Regions from separate parts of the Mus musculus genome. Here region 2 is linked to region 1. Evidence: chromatin contacts called from public HiChIP or PLAC-seq data. All regions are on one chromosome and are shown on one strand. Each heading gives the region's core, a stretch centred on a gene start, on an enhancer-like site or on the middle of the called end of the contact. The rest is flanking DNA. Distances are from core to core; before and after follow the strand shown. Region 1 holds the start of 1700001L05Rik (RIKEN cDNA 1700001L05 gene). Region 2 overlaps Ttll1 (tubulin tyrosine ligase-like 1).

The links. HiChIP or PLAC-seq counts read pairs in DNA pulled down with a chosen protein or histone mark.
Region 2: a contact with region 1 is called in a CTCF HiChIP or PLAC-seq map of the NIH/3T3 cell line, with 13 read pairs. The contact joins the enhancer-like site here to the promoter of 1700001L05Rik in region 1. A contact is called at or near these places in 6 of 39 promoter capture datasets (the C10 cell line, the HPC-7 cell line, embryonic stem cells and 3 more), 3 of 15 datasets of contacts at CTCF or cohesin (the NIH/3T3 cell line, large pre-B cells and pro-B cells), 88 of 484 Hi-C or Micro-C datasets (8-cell embryo, B cells, the BV-2 cell line and 40 more), 20 of 115 datasets of contacts at active chromatin or transcription factors (the HPC-7 cell line, acute myeloid leukemia, bone marrow-derived dendritic cells and 11 more) and 4 of 9 other capture datasets (adipose tissue, embryonic stem cells, liver and 1 more).

Annotation. Positions count from the first base shown.
Region 1 is chr15:83,365,347-83,369,196 of GRCm38.p6, reverse strand. 1700001L05Rik (RIKEN cDNA 1700001L05 gene) reads left to right here and starts at 1,900. Exons shown (of 4, transcript NR_027980.1): 1 at 1,900-2,207; 2 at 3,687-3,850.
Region 2 is chr15:83,480,710-83,484,559 of GRCm38.p6, reverse strand. Ttll1 (tubulin tyrosine ligase-like 1) reads left to right here. Exons shown (of 12, transcript NM_178869.4): 12 at 247-791. The coding sequence ends at 376. Among named protein-coding and RNA genes, the nearest start is that of Gm52181, 4.6 kb to the right of the region's middle. Within about 2 kb of position 1,704, at least 52 of the 459 cell types and tissues checked have an H3K27ac peak or open chromatin away from gene starts, as enhancers often do. A contact at or near this core is called in B cells, the BV-2 cell line, the C2C12 cell line and 13 more, where this site is marked.

The DNA of each region.
Region 1 (3,850 bases), core at 651-3,150:
ACCCTGATTAAAGTCATTGGTTTGGTCTGCTGGATTTGAGTCGAACTGTGGTTGTGGCTAGTTGTCACAGTTGCCAGTGGTGCCCTACCTACGGTAAAGAGAGAATAAAATGTGTTTCTAGAAAAGTTAACAAGGGGACTGGAGAGATGGCTCAACAGTTAAGAGCACTGACTGCTCTTCTGAAGATCCTGAGCTGAAATCCCAGCAACCACATGGTGGTTCACAACCATCCACAATGAGATCTGGTGCCCTCTTCTGGAGTGTCTGAAGACAGCTACAGTGTACTTACATATAATAAATAAATCTTAAAAAAAAAAAAAAAAAAAGCTAGGCGTGGTGGCGCACACCTTTCATCCCAGCACTCGGGAGGCAGAGGCAGGCAGATTTCTGAGTTCGAGGCCAGCCTGGTCTACAAAGTGAGTTCCAGGACAGCCAGGGCTACACAGAGAAACCCTGTCTTGGAAAAAGAAAGAAAGAAGGAAAGAAAGAAAGAAAGAAAGAAAGAAAGAAAGAAAGAAAGAAAGAAAGAAAGAAAGAAAGAAAGAAGAAAAGAATAGAAAAGAAAAAATAAAAGAGAAGAGAAAAGAAAAGAAAAAAGAAAAGAGTTAACAAAACAGTGCAGAGGCGCAAAGGGCACCCCTGGAGAAGAAAATGCTGAAAGCCAGGGAGCTGGCAAGCAGCCAGCTGAACTTGACTCTCAAACCTCTTCTTCTACAGCTGCACCCTACCTGAGGCCAGGTTCTCCAGCTACCCCACACCCTTCTAAAAGAGGCACCTGCTTGGAGTTTCAGCCTTCCAGCTACCCCACACCCTTCTAAAAGAGGCACCTGCTTGGAGTTTCAGCCTTCCAGTTACTGGTGTCCTGTAAGCTTGGGGTGGAGCCCAGGTGCTAGCTAAGCTCGTGGGGTGCTGGAAAGATGGCTCATTACTTAAGATAGTCTAAGGCTCTTCCAGAGGGTCACCAGCTCCAGGACTCTCAGATGACCACAAGCATATACACAGATATTCATAGTTAATATCTCATTGGACATATCAGCCACATTCCAGAGAAGCCCCCTCCCCCTTGCTCAGGAGTAGCTGTGATTCCTGGGCTTCCAAGTCCCAGGATACCCTTCCATCCGAGCAGAAACACGGTGGTGATGCATGTCTGTCCTTCCAACACTCGGTTTATGGAGGCAGAAGGATCAAAAAGTCAGCTTCATCCTCAACTACATGAGTTCGATGCTAAATTGGATTACATACGACCCCCATCTCTCTCTCTCTCTCTCTCTCCATATATATATATGTGTGTGTGTATGTTTATGTATATGTATATATGATTTTTATTTCCTGTTACTGTGCTTTGCCTGTATTTATGTATATCTGTACCACGAGCCTATAGTGCCTATTGCCTGTGTGTGGAGGCCAGAAGAGGGTGTGAAGTCCCCCTCCAACTGAGGTTGTCAATGTTGACAATCCAACTTTGGGTCCTCTTGAAGAACACTCAGCGCTCTTAATTACTGAGCGGTCTCTCCAGTAACCAAAACCAAAATTTTCTACAAAAAATAATAACAATAATAATAATAATTTTCTACCACAGATTCAGGGTTTGGCTTTAGCGGAGAATAAAACAGGACCAGTGACAGTACAGCGTGAGGGTAAAGTCCTGCTTTGGCCACCCCTTCGCTTTCTGTAGAGGCGCAGGCGCACCTGAGCACTTGGCGTCTGCGCACGTGAGGGCAGTGAGGGCAGTAAGGGCGGGAACAGAACGAGCGGCACGTGGGCGACGAGCAGGAGGCGGGGCTTGAGGGGGCAGGGCCAGAGCGGCCTGCGCGAGAGGCAGAAGAAGAGTGGCTGGGGCGCTGGGTGTGGGCGGGGCTGGGGGGCGGGGCGTTGGGGGCGGAGCTTACTTCCACGCGCTGTGAGCGCGCGCCCACGGCAGTTGGTCTCTGAGGCGGCGGCGGTAACAGTTAATCTCAGGAGGTCCTGCTCGGTCCGGGCGCCATGCCTCTGGATCGTCAGGTGGCCATGGGGAACCTTGGCAATCAGGACATACTGGCCATCTTCTACCGCCTGCGCTTCGTGCTTAGCAACCACATAGAGGCCGCCTGGCGAGCCCGGAACCCGGCAATGGACGTGGGAGGAGGAGGAGAAGGCGCCCGGTTGGTCAACGGTCGTATTCGCCCACGCGGGTTCTGAGTGACTTGGAGCACTGCTCGCCCTCGCCCGTGAGTAACCCGTCACTGGTGCTCCGTACACGTCCAGTACCCTCACGGGTCTCGCCGAGTTGTAGAGACTTCTGTCTCGCCGAGTTGTAGAGACTTCTGTGAAATCGCGCTTTGGGCTGTGGTTCGTGTCCCCCAGGGGTTTTTTGGGGTTTGGTGGCGTCTCCCCAGGAAAAGTTAACAGCACCTCACTTAACTGGCACGCCTGGTCGCGTCCCCCTCTAGCTGTTGAGCTAGTGCCGCACCCTTGTCACTTTTCTCCACAGGACTCTCCGAGGGTCCTCGAATCATGATTATTTAGAAGTGACCCGCTGGCCTTAAACTACCAATCTTCCGGCCTCAGCCTCTCAAGTGCTGGGATTTTTGGTGTGTGCCACCATGCTGTTTCCATGGAGCTTCCCCTTATTTATTTATTTATTTATTTATTTATTTATTTATTTGAGACATTTTGTCTGTGTAACCCTAACTGTCCCGGATCTCACTGTATAGACCAGGCTGGTCTTGGAACTCAAAGCGCTCTGCCTGGCTCTGTGTGCCACCACCACCCAGTTTACCATAGTGCCTTTTATAACCTAATCTTGAAAATTGTATGTTGTCTTTTTTCCACATTTTACTGGTCACATAGACTACCTTGGTAAAAGAGATTGCACAAAAGGTGGAGGATGATTGGGCAAATGGTCAGTGCAGAGAAGAATCATACCCAAGGGTCTGTCCTGTGAGCTACAGCCACTGCCCAGTGCATTGTAAGGGACAGTGTACCCGCTGGGTACCATCCTGGTCAGCATTCATTTATGTGTTAGGTTTCTTACTGAAGGTTTAGAGGCAAGTAGAGTAGGATATAGCTTACAGACCTAAGTTCTCTTCACTGCACATTACATATACAATAGAGTGTTGCTAATACAGTAATTATATTGATAACTCTCCCTAGGCCCCATGAGTAAGCCCTCATCAGTGCAAAGCCACAGCCTCAAACATGCTAAGCAAGTACCTGACCACAGAGGGCTTATATTACAATTTAAAAATTTTTTATTTTAGGTGTGTTAGGTGGTTTGCCTGCATGTATATCTGTGTGCCTGGTGCTCATGGAGGCCAGAAGAGGGCATCACATTCCTTGGAACTGGAGTTTGATGATTGCCACTACTGAGAACCACTACTGAGAACAGCCAGTGTGATTAACAGCTAAACCATCTCCCAGCCCCAATATTATTACAGATATTTGAAGTTCTATAAAATTGGGCTGGAGGGATGACTCAGAAGTTAAGAGCACTGGTTGCTCCAAGCACCAACATGGCAGCTCACAACCGTGTATAACTCCAATTGTAGGGGATCCCTAACCTTCTTCTGGTCTCCATAGGCACCAAGTACATATAGGGTGCCCAGACATATATGCAGGTAAAAAACTCATATATTAAAAAATGAAAATTAAGGTTCTAAAATCCTAGATAACACTTGTTTTCATGTTGCTTTATTGTTTTGCAGCAGAATGCCTGGCATAGGATATGACTGTCAATATTTAGCTCAACAAGAAGACATGGCATTTACACACAAAAGGAAGACATGATTCATTGGTTTTAAGTAAATACAACATAATGCATCCTAAAAGTGCCTGGACTCTAGGGCTGACTGATGGAGGACCCACCATGACC
Region 2 (3,850 bases), core at 455-2,954, 120 kb before region 1:
GGAGCCCGTTAAAATGGCGTCTGTCTAGGATGGGCGGACTGTCTACAGTGACCGTTTAGCTGGGTTTCTCTCGAAGGCTCCGTGGTCTCATGTGACATGTGGGCTGGAGAGGGAAGCGGGATGCCAGAATCTGGAGCTAGGTGGCTCCTTCTAGTGACGTGTTTGTTCTGCAGCAGCCCAGTGGCCACTGTGTCACTGCCGCCCCTGAACAAGGCCTCCCAGTGATTCTCCAGTGATCTGTTTCAGGTATGACGAGGAGCTGGCCCAGGGTGACGGGGCTGAACGAGAGCTTAGAAACCGCCCAGGCCAGCCAGTGGGGCCCAGAGCAGGCCGCTCGAGAGACTCAGGAAGAAGTGTCCTCACAACCTGGAAGTGACCAGCAGCGAGAAGAAGGACCCCAGCTTGGACCTTCCCACAGTCGCTCCACCCAGTCCCTGCTAAACACCCGTTTTGGAATTTCAGTTTTCCAGAGTGCTTTCCTGAGCAGGCCTTGTAAATAAAGACTCAATGCAAGGTGGAGGAGTCCACATCACTGGGGCTCAAGCACTTGCAAGTGCACACATGCACACACACACACACACACGCACGCACGCACGCACGCACACATGCACACACAAAAACAACAGCTTCGGTATGTGATGGAACTTCCTTTTTTAAAGATTTATTATTTTTGAGATAGGTACCTCTGGATGGCCTGGAACTTGCCATGTAGACCAGGCTGGCCTAGAACTCACAGAGATCTACCTGCCTCTGCCTCCCAAGTGCTGGGATTAAAGGTGTGTGCCACCACATCTGACTTTATCTTATTATTTGTGTGTGTGTCCCATGTGTGTGACCCAAGGAAACCAGGAGGGGGCACCAGATTACCCAGAGCTGGGGTTACAGGCTCGTCAAAGTAGGGTTGGGAACTAAAACCTCTGTCTGCGAGAGCAGTGTCTGTAAATGTGAGTCATCTCTCCAGCCCCTGATGAAGCTGCTGCTGCAGCTTCTATTCCTCCTCCCTCCTCCTCCTCCCCTCCCCTCCTCCTCCCCCTCCCTTTCCCTCCTCCTTTTCCTCTCCTCTTCTTCCTCCTCCCCTCCCTTCCTCTTCCCCCTTCCTCCTCTTCCTCCTCCTCATTCTTCTTCCTTCTCCTCTTCTTCTGTTTCTCTCTGTGTCTGTCTCTCTCTCTCTCTCTCTCTCTCTCTCTCTCTCTGTCTTTCTGTCTGTCTGTCTATCTATCTACCTACCTATCTATCTATCTATCTATTTTGGTTTTTCAAGACAGGGTTTCTCTGTATAGCCCTGGCTGAACTGGAACTCACTCTGTAGACCAGGCTGGCCTTGAACTCAAAGATCCACCTGCCTCTGCCTCCCGAGTGCTGGGATGAAAGGCGTGCGCCCCCACTGCCTAGCCATGATGCAACTCCTTAAAATGTGTTCATATTCATTCAACGTTGCATTTTTAAAAGGGTTAAACAACCATGATGTGTTTCAAAAAGATGAAATGTCATGTGTTTCCTGGAGTCACTTTGTTTCGTTCCCTCTGGCGTTGTCAGAGCAGACAGGCGTTTATCTTTACAAGGCCCCTGCTGCTGTGCTCCTGGGGACCAGTGTCTGTCACTTTGGTTTGGAGATGAGGCTGGTCCAGTGAAGCAGGTACAGATCCCAAGGGGAGGTTGCTGTGACTCAGGCTTTGTAGGCACTGCTGGCTGGCAGCCTGCAGCAGTTCACAAGGAACTCCCTGGACACCAGGGGCTCAGAAAAGTATGTGGGGACCAGCTGCCACCTACATAAGCCCTGCTTGAAAATGGGGAAGTGTTTGTTTTGTTTTTTAAGTCTTTCGAGACAGGGTTTCTCTATGTAGCCATGGCTATCCTGGAACTTGCTGTGTAGACCAAGCTGATCTGCTGGGATTAAAGGTATGCACCACCACCACCCAGCACAAGTGGGATTCTCTGACAGTCACACCTGACACCACCCTAGCCCTAGCCCCATCCCCAGCCGCCCTAGCTCTAGCCCCAGCCGCCCTAGCTCTAGCCCCAGCCCCAGCCTCCCTAGCCCTAGCCCCAGCCCCAGCCCCAGCTGCCCTAGCCCCAGCCCTGTCCCCTGTGTCTAGCTGTGCAGGACAAGAGTAGATTTCACCTTATGTGAATCCTTGTCTCCATACCCAATATGCATGCTTTTATCATGTCGCTGCTAGTAAAGGAAAGGTCCTCCTGGTGTGCCTGGTGCCGTGTCAGAGGAGAGGCACAGTCATGCAGCGGGTTCAATCAGGATCTGCAAAGGCTGCAGTTGGGGCAGGCAATTTTCCTGTGTGACTTTCCAGTTAGGCAGGACACTGTACCGTGGGCCACTTAGGTGCTGTGTGTTGGTGACTGGACACAGACCTGTGCTTATTAGCTGTGATCTGGGTGGTCCCATTGGCTCACAGGACTTTGGTTTCTTACAGTATAAAATTAGAGATTCTGGTGTGGTGACTGTTGGGTCCCAAAGAAACTCAGGACAAATGACTAACTGTGGTTCCTGTTAGCACACCAAAGCACACACACCGGGTGGTCAGGCTCACTTAATACCTGTGGCTCCTCTCAGCTCTTCTCACCCAACCCCTACCCTAAACCTCTCCAACCCAGGGGCTTCACTCCACCCCCACCCCCTCCCCCACTCCCTCCCAGCTTCTCTTTCCTATATAACCCTGCCATTAAGCCAAACACTGTCCTTGTCCTCTTGGTCCCCCGCCCCCAACAAACACACGCATCTCTCCTCTTCCTCTCTCAGTTGTCCCCCGCCCCTCGTGGCCCCGTTCAGTCTACCGGCCAAGTTCAGTCCACTACTTTCTCTCCTTGCTCTGGACTCTCTCTCCCTCTGGCTGTGCTCACCCCTTCTCATCAACCACATCTCGGAATGGCCATGTCCTCATTTGCATTCGGTGACATGTGGCTGGAATTCCACGGTTAGGAGGTTAGGGCAGGATAATTGGCATGTGTTCAAAGTCAGCCTGAGCTACACAAGGTCAAGGCCAACCTGAGCTACATGGCTAGACCCCGTCTCAGACTCCCAACTGCAGAATGGGGGTTAGCTGTATTTTCCTCAGAAGGAACAAGGGGCACACGCAGGCTATAACTGGTTCATGTCACTCATTCCTGTGGTTTGGCTCCAATGTGCCCTGCTCCTGAGACAGTGAGTTGCATGGCTCATGGCCCCACCTCTGCCCTACCCGTGAATGGGTAGATGACGCCCACTAAGCTTTGGCAGTTCTAGACCTATGTGGTCCTTACAGTCTGGAGGTCTGGAAGAGGGGGAGGTCCCGGGTCATGCAGGCTGACCCGTGGAAGGATGGAGGATGCTCCACCATTTTGAATAAGCAATAGGTGATTTGTTGGTGACTCGGTGGCTAGTGTGTGTGAGACCGTGCTGAATAGATATGTGTAAGAGGCAAACTGTTGTGGTGATATATTCTCCGGCAGATGTTTCCTCTGCAAACTTCCAGAACACACGCCAGGAGGAAGCCCATGGTGTCAGAACAGGTCATGAGGAACCATTAGCTGGGAAACAGTACTGCTTACTGTCCAGCCCAGGGCTCAAGTGCTCACCCTCTTTGGGACTGTCCCGGATGACAGTCTGTTACTTTCCCCTTATAATGGGTGGGTCCCAAGATCTGGATGAGTGTCTGATTATTTGCATGACTTCTGACATTTGTGAACTATTCCAGGATTAATCTACTGTCTACCTGCTTCCCCATCAGCAAGGTGCTTGAGCTGTGGCCCCTAGACCCTGAGATAGCCCCCTCACTCTGCCTCCCTCCTCTGGTACCTGAGTCTCTGTAACCATTTGTCTTGGGACTACACGGGTCTAACAGGCTTTTTCTACAAC